2 separate regions of the Capra hircus genome follow, and region 2 is linked to region 1. Evidence: chromatin contacts called from public Hi-C data. All regions are on one chromosome and are shown on one strand. The core of a region is the stretch at or near the end of the contact, and the rest is flanking DNA. Distances in the headings are between cores, read along the strand shown. Region 1 has its middle 150 kb from the start of IER5L. Region 2 has its middle 170 kb from the start of C11H9orf50.

Region 1 (6,420 bases), core at 643-3,142:
CCTCAGTTTCCCCATCCCTAAAGTCTCAGGCTGGGCCTGCCTGCCCACCCTAGGAACCTGGGGTTGCCCAGGAGGACACAGAGCTTATGTAGATGTTCACGGCGAAGTCCCAGGCCACCTGCTTCCTCTCCAATCAAGAGAGCTCCATTTCCATCTCTGGTATATTGACGATCTAAGTAGCACTTCAATTTTAAAAAGAAGAAAAAAGAAAAGGAAACTCAGCTACAGCGAAAACAATACAGAAGTTTCCCACCAACTTACTCTGTCCCCTGACTCATGCCTTCAAGCTCTACAGGAGTGGAGCAGTCCATCAGCTAGGTTTGGTGACCACTCCCTTCCAAACAGTTCCTAGTCTCCTGGATTTGAATCTCTGCTTCTTTCAGCCTCTGTGAGGTCCCATGAAAGGTGGGGAGAGGAAGGGGCTTTAGTTGGTAGGGGGTGGTCCACAGAGATCTTGAGGTGCCAAGGTCATGGACAGGCTGGGTGTGCTGGCCTCCTCTCTGGACACATGCTGTGAGCATCTAAGATCCGTGCCCCCTCGGCCCCCCTGTGCCCAAGCATCCCCAGCTTGGGCCCAAGGCCTAACTGCATTTGGGCCCCCAGTAGAAGCCAGGGCCAGCCCTTGCTGCCTCTGAAGCGAGGAGTCTGTGGGCCTGGGTGGTCTCTCAGCCCCTCCCAACTTCAACACAAAGTGCTGCATTTATGAAGCTCCAGCTGTCTGCAGAGCGGGGTCTGGCATGGGGGAGGGGTGGATCCTGTCCTAGGAGGAGGAGCCCCCTCAGCTGGCTGCCTCCGGCTGGACTGGGGATGGCAGGGCTCAGAGTGGCCCCTGGGCCCCAGGAGGCCCAGGTGCCAGGCCCAGCTGCCAGGCTGCCATTTGAAACGTCTCCTGTTGGTGGCACTTTGGTAAGTTGCAGGTATTCTGGTCTTCGCGTATATTTGATCTGTATCTGAAAACCGTGCTGGTTTCATTTCTTGGCTATGGGATTCTTGGTGCCTAAGACTGAACTTGATCATGTTATTCCCCAGGTAAATGTTTTCCATGGCTCCTCACCGCCCTTAGAAGACAATCCAAGCTCGAAAATGACCCCAAACCTTTTGGGGTCTGGCATAGGCCTAGCCCTCCCACTTAGGGGCTCTCGACCCCTTACCCTGTGCCCTCCAGGCACATAGACTGAACCATGAAAACTCTCTCCCCTCTCGGGAGCCTCACACCCTTCTGCTTGACACATTCTCCTTCTCTTTTTCTTGTTGCTTGCTAAATGTCACTTCTTCCAGGAAGCCCTCCTTGCCTAACTGAGTGACTTCAGTTCACAGTCAGGCTCACCCTGTACTTTTCCTTTGTAACACACTCATCACTGTCGTGAGCTAAAAAAAAAAAAAAGCCTGTTTGTCTGATCTGCACTCCACCCCCCACTAGAAGGTGGGCTCTGTGGGTGCCCCCCACTGGATATTCCTTTTTATACCAGATGCAGTGCTGGGCACCCAGTGAACACTCTGGAAGCGTCTGCCCAGTAAGTCCTTGCGCGGTCACTCTGTGATCCCACAGATGGCCTGTTGATCCAGGTTGCTAACCTGGGGCCCACCGGGGCTGCTGGCGGTGCACCTGAGCGGGTCACGCCGGAGTCTGGGAACCCAGGCCCAGCCCCATCCTCCAGCCTGCGGGCTCTGCCTGGAAGCGAGGAAGGGGTTAAGTGTTTCTGGCTGCCTCGTGCTGTGTCTGCGGCAGTTCCCCCTTCCGGGGCTGCAGCAGCCGAGGTTGGAGAGGAATGTTTGCAATGCAGAGCTAGGAGGGAGGGTGACTGGGGGAAGTGGGGGCCTGTGGAGGCCGGGCCGGGCCAGGCTCCCCAGTTGAGCAATCGCCCAGGCCCAGCCGGTTCCTGTAACTCCTGCCCCTCCTGCCTTTTCCCGCCCTGCCAGCTCCCTCCACCCGCTGCCTGCCAGGCAGTGGGGGCGGCCTGTCCTCTGGGGCCTGCAGCGAGAGGTGGAGGGACAGAGGCCCCTGAGAGCCTGGAGGCCAGGGGTGAAAAGGAGGGCCTTCCAAAGGGGGAGGGACAGAAGGAGTGCAGTCAGCTCAGCCACCCTGGCCCAGAGAGGGCAAGGCTTTTGCCCAAGGTCGCACAGGGAGGCGCGTCCAGCTGGACCACACCCTGGATTCTGACCTTTTTGTTCCCATGGTAGCAGGCTGCAACTCAGCACCGTGTGGAGGCCCCTTTGCCGCTCAGATGGGAAGCTTTGATTCCCGGAGACTCTCTCCCACCTGAAGGCCAGGGCCTCTCCTGCCCCTAGCCTGGCTCTTCACTCAGGGCTAGGGTCTCAGAGAGGAGAGCGGCTCTCATGGGGCTGGGTGCACCCACCGTCCCCATCACTGCCCCAGCACTGTCCAATACTCAGCCTGTCCAGGAGTGTGGAGGAAATGGAGGAACACCCACCACACTCAAGCTGGTTCTCAAAAGCCACCCACTCCTGGGACTTCCTTGATGGTCCCGTGGTAATGACTCCTCCTTCCAGTGCAGGGGACACGGGTTTGAAGCCCCGTAGGGGAACTAAGGTCCTTCACTGAACTAAGATCCCACCTGCTACAGGGCAGTGAAGACTCAGTACAGCCAAAACAAAACAAACAAAAAACCCGTCCACTGCTTCCTCCAGTTCCCTTCAAGGAAGGAGCTTCGTGAATTCTGAATAGCATGCTGAGCCCACAAAACTGGTCTTTCTCCACAAGCACACACCTTCTTTAGGGACAGCAGCATTCCTGACAATGCAGAAAGAGCTTCTTCTGTCGACAGTATTTACAAGTGACCTCTGGGGAGTGGTCCTTGCTATCACTCAGACCCAGTTCTAACCCCGGTTCCACCACCTTCGAATTTGTGGCCACACACCTCTTTCCAAGCCTCAGTTTCCTCATCTGTAAAGTGGGATTGAGAGAGAGGGTGGGTGGAGCAACAGGACTGCTCTGGTTCTGTGGAGACTCTGGGCCACTTGCCTTTTCTGGTCCCACAGACATTCAGACTGTTTGGGACTGGCTCAGGGTGTCCCCCGCCAGGACCTGGGCTTTGCCCAATTTGCCAGCAGATGATGGTCTCAGAGCCCTCAGAGGTGCCGTCTTGGCCACATCTGTCTGGAATGGGCAGTGGAGCCCCTGGGACCCCACCTCTGCAGAGGGCAGGGTGGGCAGTCCGTGTGAGCTAGGAGTTCCTGTGAGAATCAAACAAGGCGTTTAGAGATGAGGAGGCTTGTAGGACAAGCGGCCGCCAAGCCATGCAGACATAGTGAGGAATTTTCACCTGGAAAACCACACCAGTGATACCAGGACCTTCCTACACTTTGCTCTGCATCTAAGTCCTACTGTGAGCCAGATAATGAATGACCTACTTTATTCTACAACACACTCAAGAAGGAAGTATATTGGTCCCACACACACACTTTAAAAAAAAAAACCAGCAGAGAGGTTGATGCATTTGCTCAAGGTCACACAGCTTGTAAGGAATGGAGCCTGACTTGGAACTCAGGCCTCCAGAACCTGTGCTCTTAGGGGATCTCTTCCAAACCTGGTTTGGGATCCAGGCTCTTCATAGAGGAGATGGGCCACCTTGGGTTAGTCATCAGGCCCCAGAGCCATGAACTGAGAGGAAAATCTCCAGCATCCCCTGGGGGTGGGGGAGGGGCTGCGCTAAATTATCGCTATCACCTAGGGCACTATCACTATTACTCCAGGGCACACAGCCGGTCCAGCCAGGATCCACTCTCGAAGCGACTGATGATGCCTTCTGGTCCCCTGGCCCCCCTGGCTCCCTGTCGAGGCTCCACCAAGTCCGTGGCCGGGAAGGACCCTCACAACCGACTGGCCTCCGCAGACAGATGGACAGATGCTGGCCGCTCCCCTCCCAGGGCCGGCGGGCTGCGAGGCTTCACCACCTCCTCCCGAGCAGGTTTCCTTTAAGAAACCAGAAGATTGATTTCCTGGCAGGCTCGCCGAGGAGCCCGTCCAAATGGTTTGCATGTCTGCATTTTTTACTGCTCCGTTTAATATGTATGCAAATGCCGGCCGGCTGCACAGTCACACGCGGCGCCCCATTAAAGCGCCGTCCGGGCGCGCGCATCATTCGAGCCGACGGGCTCGGCGGCCCTGATAGATGGGGTGCGGGGATGGAGACAAATGACGGGCTTTTGTAATTTCTTTCTCCCTTTTTCGGGGGCTGTTGGGTGGGGGTCGGCTCAAGCCTAGAAACAGCAGAGAAGATTTAAATATATGCAAAATTGTTTAGGGGTTTTGGGGGGCGGTGTAGAAACCTGAACCAGGAGGAGGGAATTCACTGTTCTCCTCTCTAGGAGTCGGGCTGAAGGCTGGAGAGGGGAGCCGAGCCCTACAGTCACCTTCTGGCAGAGAGAGCGGCTTTGCTACTGATAAGCAGGCTCGGTCCTATGGGAAGCGCGGCTTCAGCCGCAGAGAAAAGGAAAATGCCGGTTATTTTCAGCCCTGTTACACCCGAGAGGCCACTGCTGCCGAGTTTTTACCATCCCACCCGCGCCCCCCCCAAAACTTAATTTTCTTGGGCTTCCAGGGCTTTTAACTTTATAGGTGTATGGGTGTCATTTAACTCTTTGCACTAGCCCTAAAAGGTGGATCGCATCCATTGTACAGATGGGGAAATTGAGGCTCACAGTCCCTTGGGGAGGGTTGCAGAGTGAGTTGTGGGGGGTGGATGGGATTTTCAGAGCCATTCCTTGACCCACTTAGCCCTTGGCCAGCTCTTGCTTTGTGGAGTTTGCTCCCAGCCATGGAGGGTGGGGCGGGTGTGGAATCTGCCCAGACTAACCCTTCCTCAACAACCCCTGCTCTCCAACCCTAGCTCCCCTTGCAGGGCGCTCAGCAGCCTACCTGTCCCCACCTGCCTGGTAACACAAGCCCACATCAGAACGATCCTGAAGACTAGAATTTCTGAAATACGGTTTCAGCCTATAATCTGAAGTGAGTTTTAAAGGAATGTTTCCTTAGTTCTCAGGATTTTAGGCAACAACGGCAGCTGGGGGGCAGCCTGGAGGATCATATGAAGATGCAAAGATTTCCCAGAGGAGGCTCCAACCTAAAGAGATGGCCATTCTGGAGCAATAGCTCAGACCAACTGGAGAGGCGATTGTGTGTGTGCGCGCGTGTGCAGTGTGGCAGTGTTCTGGTCTGTGTGTGTGTCATCGTGGCTGTTTATCTGTTTGCCAGTGTGTGCGTCTCAGTGTGAGGGCGGGATTGTGCGTTTGTCCATGTACACACGTGTGTGTCAGCATGCATGTGTGTGTGTCGACATGACAGCAGCTGAGAGCGCCTGTCCTCAGGCTGGCGAGCAGCTGGGGTGTGAATTTCCCTGAGGGTCTCCATCTCCCTGCAGTGTAGGCCTCCTGCCTGCTACATCCCCACCCGGAAACCTGCTCCCCCTTCCAGCAAACATCTCTGCTGTTTCAGCAGCAGAACGGAGGGCGGGACACCCCACAGGCAGCTGTGAGGATCCAAAAAGGCTGAGCCCCCCCCAAGGCCCCGCATAGATGAGGACTGTGGTGACAGGGGGATGGGGCATAGCCTGTTGCCTGATGGGTGAGCCTGGGAATTCTGGGAAGGAAACGAGGGCTGTGCACAGCTCTCTGGAGAAGATCACCTTGTGTATCTGCACCTGACTGTCACAGCCCCCATCCCTCCTCGCCTCCCACCCTTCCTCCAGGTCCATCCCCAGGCCCCCAGCTCACCCCCACCCTCCTCCAGTCTCTCAAGTTCACCCTGCCCTGGAGTCCCTCAGGCCATCTCTCCTGGAGTTCCCCCCAGATACCCCCTGGGCCCATCTCTTCCCCCACAACCCTGCTCCCTGCAGGAGTCCTCCCTGACCAGCCACATCTTCCCCTTGCCTTCGCCACCTCCTACATCCCAACCAGTTGCTTGTCTGTTTCATTTTTGTCTCCATCATCTATCCCTCAGGAACGTGAACCCTGGGGGAACCGAAAAAGTGGGGATTTCTCTCTAGGACGTTCCTGATGTTCGTGAACATCTCAGGACCCCTGCCCAGGCCAGGCTCCTTTTCCAGGCTCAGGTCCTTTGCTCTCGACAGATCTTATTCACCCCGAGGCTCACCCTCCGTGTCCCCGGAGCCCAACCAGACGATGATGACCCCATGTTCCAAGTCCTCCCTCAACTGGTTTGTGTTTTGGGACAGTCCACCCTTCTTCCAGGCCTCAAGGTGTCACCTCCCCTGAACTGGCCCCAACCCCAGTCATAGTACCAGTGGTACTAAAGTGACTGTTTTCTGCAGCCTGTCAAGAAAATTCTTTCATTGAGAACCATTTTGAACGGACCTGGACATTGCCCCTCTCTGAATACCTCTTCCCTTGGGACCCTCTGAAGCATTCTTTAGGGCCTCCCACCGGCTTCCCAAGTGGTGC
Region 2 (7,207 bases), core at 127-2,626, 71 kb after region 1:
TCTCTCCCTCCCTCGCTCGCTCGCTCGCTCCGGGGCGGCCGCGGGCACCGGCGGGGCGGGGAGGAGGGGGCACCGGGGTGTGCGGTGCCGGAGGAGGACGACGCCGGGATTGGGGGGGGAGAGAGCCTGAGCACAGCAAGTGAGAGACGAGGGGGCGCGGGCGGCCGGGGTCACGCGCGCCGGCAGAGCCTGGAAGCGGCCTCGGTGAGTAACACCGTTGCCATGGCGACGTGGCCGGGAGGAACAGGAAGCGGCAGAAATAGCTGCCGCCGCGGCCCGCGCGCCCGGCCCCTCCCCCCCGCGAGCTCGTTACCACGGAGACCGGCTCGCGCGAGGCTGCGCGGGCGGCCGCGGTCTCCGGCGCCCCGGCCCGCGCATGCGCCCTGGGGCCAGTCCCGCGCGACGGACGCGGGGTCGAGGGGCGCCGAGGAGGGGCCCGAACGGTGCAGCTCTGGCCCCGCCCGGACCCCCATACTTGCCTAGCTGCCCGCTTGGATTAGAAGGGGGGGGGGGAAACGAAAAAGCAAAATTGTTTGTTGTTTGCGTTTGTAAAAGCAGCCCTGCCTTTGTTTCTGGCGGATTCGCTGGTTTCCAGGCATCGAAGGTGCGGTGCCTGGTGCGGGATAGGGGGCAGGGACACTTCAGCCCGCGCGGTCCCAAATGTTTTCTGAGCGTCAGGCGCTGGGTCGTGTCCGGGACGCCGCCGAGGGGACGCGGAACACCCGCTCTGCCCTGCAGGAGGCCTGGCCTGGGACTGTCTAACGAGGCCCTGGGGCTGATCTGGCTGCCTGAAGCCCTCTCTGAGCCTGACCTTCCCATGGGGGGCGGGGGGTGACTTTGAGGTGATGCCCAGGGTTTCCCCCGTCCCCCCACACATCTCCTGCGTTGCCTGGTCCCTTTCCCCTCATATCACCTTCCCCCAGATTCTAACCGGCAGAGAACACAGAGGGAGAAGTGAAATCTAGGCAAACCCCAGGCTCCCTCTCCACTCCCTGTTCACCAGAAAACTGTGAAACAGCCCACCCCCTCCCCCTGCCCCCCCACAAAAAAAAGTTGAGGGAACCTAAATGTTTCATAAACAAAAGCCACTCTGCAACAACTTGTTTATGTGGAAGCCTGGCTGCAGCCTTGCACGTCTGAGGCTGTGTGTGTGTGTGTGTTTTGGAGGGCAGGCTGTTTGTGCAGGATTTTTTTTTTTCTCCTCTTCGGATTTTGTTTGTTTTTAATAAGGGTCAGAGGTCTGGGCTTCTGTGGGGAAGGAGAAAGGGTCACCTCGGATGGACAGGCCAGGAGCTCTCAGGAGGACAGGTCAGGGGGCCTACGTGCTGGGGCAGAAGCCAGGAGCCTGGAGCCTCCTCATCTGGCGCTGCTCCTGGTGGTGGTGGGCTCCAGGCTCTCTGGGCCGCTCCCCAGGGTATCGCTCCAGTGGGGTCCCAGACCAAGGGCTGGGACCTCTCTTCTCTGGCCAGGACAACTGTCATTTCACCCAGCCCCTGCCCTGGCCACACTGGCCAACAGATATGGCAAGCAGAGCAGCCCAGGTCTCTAGGGTTTTCTATAATGGAAAGGAGACACTTTTGTTTTTTGTATGGGCAGACTTAGATTTTCAGCATCCAGGCTGACCAGATGGGAATGTAGGGAGCATGTGTGCACAGAAGGGGGACTGCTGCTTCAAATCCCCTCCCCCTGCCCCCTCCATCCAGCCTGGTTCCCCAGTGTGACCTTGTGTAGGCTGCCTGGTTTCTGGCCACTCAGCCTGGGTAGAGCAAAGGCGAGTGGGAGGGGCTTGGGTGAGTTTTCTTCTCTCATTCTCTCTCCCTCTTTTGAGGAGCGAGAGAGGGGCCCCAGCCCTGAAGGGATTGATCAGAAGACTTCTGGCCCACCGTGGCCGACTTAGCATCATATTTATCCCTCCTCTTCTTGGAGGAGGAAAGAAAGACACAGAAGGGAGCTGGGAGCAGTTAGTAAAACAAAGATAAAGACAACCTCCGTCCAGAGGGCAGTAGCCTGTGCTGAGAACCAGGACTTCAGAATCAGTCCTGGTGGTGAACCCCCTTGGCTTCCCCAGAGCTTGTACGTCTGGACAATAAGAACAATGCAATGCCTGTCTTGAAAGTTGTGATGGTTCTGTTAAGTTACGCACAAAAGCTCTTAGCACAGTGCCAGGTACAGAGTAGGTGCCCAGAACATGGCAGCTCTTACTGGAGCTGGAGGAGGTTTACCACTCTCCGTGGTGTGACTCAGGATTGCTGCCTTGGGCCCTGAGGTCCATCTTTGGCACAGGCTCTGAACCTACTGTACAATCTGAGGCAAGTCACTTACCTTCTTGAGGCCTCAGTCTTCCTATCTGGCAAATGGGGATAATACTTAGAACCACTGATGGGGAACTTAACTCTTTGCCAGGCACGATTGCACAGTCCTTGAATTTCCTTATCTAATTTAGCCTTCAAATAACCCTGCAAGGTAAGTACCAGGATGATCCCAGTGTCACAAGTGAGAGGACAGCCTCGGATGAAGTCACCGGCTGGGGATTACACAGCTAGAAAGTGGCCGGTATTACAAAGTTGGTCACGGGGTGGAGTCATGGACACTGAGAGCAAGCACTGGGTTGTCTCTATTGCTACTGTTCTCCCCACCTTCCTGCTCATCCTCTGACCTTTTCTGTGGCTCAAGCCACAGCCCTCCCTTTGAATCGACACTCTGGGCTTCAGCCATTCTGGGCCTTCCTGAGACCGGCAGAGACTCAGCACTCTCAGTGGGAGACACCCTCAGGGGCACATCTGCCTGTGGAGAGCCAGGTGGGTCCCACCAGGCCCTGCGTCAACCTGGCAGCTCACCCCAGTTCTCCCACCGTGCCTGCTCCTCCCTGTTATTTATCGCCGAGGGTTGGGGTCACCCATACTTCCAGGGGTCACGGGTGGCATCCAGATGCTGCAGTTAATTGGGTTGGAAGCCAAAATCTCCATGATTGTCCCAGTGCCCTCTCCCCTCTGCCGTGCTGTCATTTAAGGCACTGGTGGGAGAGGCAGCCCCCCAGCCTCTCCCTCATGCCCTAGGCTTTGTTCCCTCTTCAGGCAGGAAATGGCCCCGGTTGGGTTGTGGTTGTGGCATCCACTGCCTACATTTGAATCCTGGCCCTGTCCCTTCCTGGAAGTGAAGCTTTGGCCAAGCACTTAACCTCCCTAGGATCCTCAGTTTTTCTTCCATAAATTCGGGATGTGCAGAGCCACTGGCTGTCTCACCAGGTGGTCAGTGTGTTCTGAGCGCTTCTCCCTGCCCGGCTCCCAGAGGGTCGTTAGGATGTTACTGGTTATAGCGAGTGCTTTGCTTGCTGCATGCTGGGTGGTGTCAGGCGTTAGCGCAATGAATTTTCAAACAAATACATTATTACCCCATTTTATAGATGAGGAAGCTGCGACTCAAAACAAGGGAAGTGAGGTGCCCCAAGGCCACAGAGCCAATTAGTAGAGGAACTGGGGTGAAACCAGGCAGGCCTGTGCGACTCTGCAGCCCTCGCTGTAACCCCAGGTTCCCTGCCCTCCCCACTGGAACTCCTCTGGGGCTTTCCACCGAGGTCTGCAATGACAGCATCATTAGCTCTGCCCAGAGCTGTTTCTATAACCCAGGCCTGAGAGACACTGGGTTAATAGGTCCTTAATAAAGCCAGCAGAGGCATCTGCATCTTCTGGGGCAGGGGCCAAGGAGCCAGGTGCAGCAGAAGAGTCCTAATGAAAATACTGGGGAGGGGGAGGGGCCGTGGGCCAACCAACTGCCTGCTCCTGTGTCAAAGTCAGTCCTTTCGCCTTGAGTCACTGAATGCCTCCCCGTGTAGGGGACAGTCACCCATCACTCACTCCACTCATCCTTTCTTCCTTTCATCACGGGCAGAGTGCTGGACCAAGAAGCGGGAGACCAGGTCGTATGTGACCCTGGGGAAATGACCTCCCAAGTGGTTCCTCACCCCAGTTGAAGCACCTTACAAGACTCAGGAGACCTCGCATTTTGGGGTCATTACTACTAGTTTTGTGGTCATGCTGTTACAGTGAAGGGAACCGCCCTAGAGCCACTGGCTTTGGGAGGCGTTCAGTACGGATGTGAGAGTTGGACCATAGAGAATGCTGAGCGCTGAAGAATTGATGCTTTCAAACTGTGGTGCTGAAGAAGACTCTTGAGAGTCCCTGGGACAGCAAGGAGATCAAACCAGTCAATCCTAAAAGAAACAAACCCTGAATTTTCATTAGAAGGACTGATGCTAATGCTAAAGCTCCAATACTTTGGCCACCTGATTCGAAGAGCGGACTCACTGGAAAAGATCCTGATGCTGGGAAAGATTGAAGGCAGGAGGAGAAAGGGGTGACAGAGGATGAGATGGTTGGATGGCATCACCAACTCAGTGGACACGAATTTGAACAAGCTCAGGGAAATAGTGAAGGACAGGGAAGCCTGGCGTGCTGCCGTCCATAGGATCACAAAGAGTCAGACAAGGCTTAGCAACTGAACAACAATAGCAACACATTCGTTAAGCAGTCATCATTTGTTGACTCACTCACTCGCTCACTCAACAAATGTTTATCACTGTGACCTGTGCTGGGCACCAGGCCGGGTGCTGGGGCAGATACAAGATCAGACTAGACCTGTAAATTGGGGAAGAGTGGTGGACAGGTGTCACCCTTGGATGCCAACTCCACACTTGGTAAAAGCTGTTTTGAGAAGCCTACGTGGAGGATTCTGAAGCTGCATCCTGGCTTTGAGAAGAAGAGTGCTGTGATCAATTAGTCATGTCTGCCACGAGCACAGAAAGGGAATCAAGGCCAATGCATTTGCCGGCCTTAACGCTAAAGAACAGGAGGAACCTCAGGCAGGAGACCCTTTTGACTGTGCCTGCTCTGCTACATGACCTTGGGCAAGACATGGACCTGCTTCCTGCCTCCTTTCACTCCTTTGGGGGCACAGGCGCTGACAGGAGAGTCTGCATTTTTCGCGATCGAAGGAGCTAGAGCAAGACAGCCCAGTCTTCCTCTTAGAACTCATCTTGCTCTGGGCAGATGTGAGAATCAAATGTGAGATACCCCTACGTGGAAACACAGGGCTGTCAGGGTAGGAGTCCAGCAAAGATGGTCCCCAGCCGCTCTGCTGACTGTCCTAGTCTGGACCTCAGCTTCTCTACGTACACAATGAGGAGGATGGGGAGGGGAAGTGCTGAAGTGCTCCCCAAATCTGCTGCGTGTGATGCCTGTCATGCTGAGGCCCTTGGGGGACAAGGAAGGCAGGATGAAAGAGGAGCCTCTGGAGACGAGGTGGTGGGAGGGAGCTCTCCAGTACTCTTGGCAAAGCCCGAGACCCCCTCCAAGGGCGGCAAGAGGCTGGGAAGGACGTGGGGAAGGGCCATGGGGCTGCTGCAGCACCCAAGGGGAGGCTACACCTTCTGGGTTCGTTCTGAGGGTTGTTCGGCTCCACTGGGAGTCTCTTTCCCAGATGCACCCCGTAGATGCCATCCCTGAGCAAGGAAGGGAAAGAGAAGAGAGTGGGAAAGGCGGGAAAGGGCTGGAGGAGCGGAGACTCCAGACTGGTGGGAGTCCGGGTCCCAGGTGGTGATGCCCCCGGCCCCAGGGAGAGTGGAAACAACGGAAGGAAGACAAGGGCAGATCCCTGGAAGTCATGGAGCCAACAGTGGTCCTCAAAAACAGATCCACCAGTCTTCACAAGCCTGACTCTGGGGGTTGGGGCATCGAGGCTGTACATTCCACCTGCTTTTAAAATCCCTCGTGGTTCCTTGTTGCCTTAAGGTGAAGTCTGAACTCCTTAGAGGTAGCACATGCTGCTGGGTGAGGTCTGGGGGCCCGAATCCAAGTCTCAGTCCAGCCACTATCAACTGTGTGACAACCAGCAACTTATCTAACCTCGCTGGATCTCAGTTATCACATCTGACAATGAGGATGATAACAGTACTCACGTAAGAGGATTGTAGCATGAGTTGAAGAATTGATGCTTTCGAACTGTGGTGCTGGGGAAGATTCTTGAGAGTCCCTTGAACAGCAAGGAGTTCAAACCAGTTGATCCTAAAAGAAATCAACCCTGAATATTCACTGGAAGGACTGATGCTGAAGCTGAAGCGCCAATAGTTTGGCCACCTGATGCAAAGAGCCGACTCATTGGAAAAAACCTTGATGCTGGGAAGAGTTGAGGGCAAGAGGAGAAGAGGGTGACAGAGGATGAGATGATTGGATGACATCACTGACTCAATGGATATGAGTTTGGGCATCCTCTGGGAGATAGGGGAGGACAGAGAAACCTGGCATGCTGTAGTTCATGGGGTCGAAGAGCGCCGGGCAGGACTGAGTGGCTGAACAAGAGGACTGAGTGAGCTTCAGGCTTGCCTTGGGCTTAGCATGGTGCCGGATGCGACAGAACCGTTCAATAGCAGATGGCATTGTCATCACTGTTGTCGGTTAGTCGATAAGTCGTTTCTGACTCCTTTGCGACCCCATGGACTGTAGTTTGCAGAGTCTGCTCCGTGGGATTTCTCAGGCAAGAATCCGGGAGCGGGATGCCATTGCCTTCCCAACCCAGGGATGGAACCCGCCTCTCTAAGCATTGGCAGGTGGGTTCTTGACCACTGAGCCCCCAGGGAAGCACTGTTATTACTGAGTCTAAAACGTGGCAGAGCTCCGATGATGATGCCGAAGGCCCTGACCACGTGAACCCAGTCTTCCTCGCCCATCTCGTTAGCACCAACCACTCGACTCCACAGGGCTGCTCTGTCCTCCCGGCCCGCCATGTTCTTTCGGGTCAGGCCTCTGGGCCTTTGCCCACACGGTGCGCTCTGCCAGGAGTGCCCGCCCTTCTCCCTGCTGCTTTTGGACCTTGGTCCGCTGTCAGCTGCTCTGGGAACCACCCTCCTGGCGAATTGCTCCGCATCCTCTCTGCATCCAGAGTTCTGTGCACACACGGCCCATGGCTGCCGCCCACGTGGCGTCCGTATTTACCGCCCCTCTGACTCTCCTACTTTGGCCAGTCCCCAAGCTGTAAGCCCTCACGGTGGATGGACGCAGACCACTCCCCACGCCTGCGCTGCTTCTTCCTTATCAGACAGAAGCAGGATGCCTGAGCGCCCCTCTGATGAGTCCCGTGGGAGCATTTTTTGTGACATGCTGGGGTCTCCAAGTTAGCGCTCAGCACGAGGGGGAGGTTCAGAGGCCCCCCACCC

Evidence for each region. A called contact is a pair of places that touch in the nucleus more often than the background predicts.
Region 2: a Hi-C map of blood shows a contact between it and region 1, with 3 times the contacts expected there. The contact joins two enhancer-like sites. A contact is called at or near these places in 2 of 5 Hi-C or Micro-C datasets (both in blood).

What each region holds. Positions count from the first base shown.
Region 1 is chr11:99,242,934-99,249,353 of ARS1.2, forward strand. No RefSeq gene overlaps it. Among named protein-coding and RNA genes, the nearest start is that of IER5L, 150 kb to the left of the region's middle. Within about 2 kb of position 1,893, at least 5 of the 5 cell types and tissues checked have an H3K27ac peak or open chromatin away from gene starts, as enhancers often do.
Region 2 is chr11:99,314,920-99,322,126 of ARS1.2, forward strand. No RefSeq gene overlaps it. Among named protein-coding and RNA genes, the nearest start is that of C11H9orf50, 170 kb to the right of the region's middle. Within about 2 kb of position 1,377, at least 5 of the 5 cell types and tissues checked have an H3K27ac peak or open chromatin away from gene starts, as enhancers often do.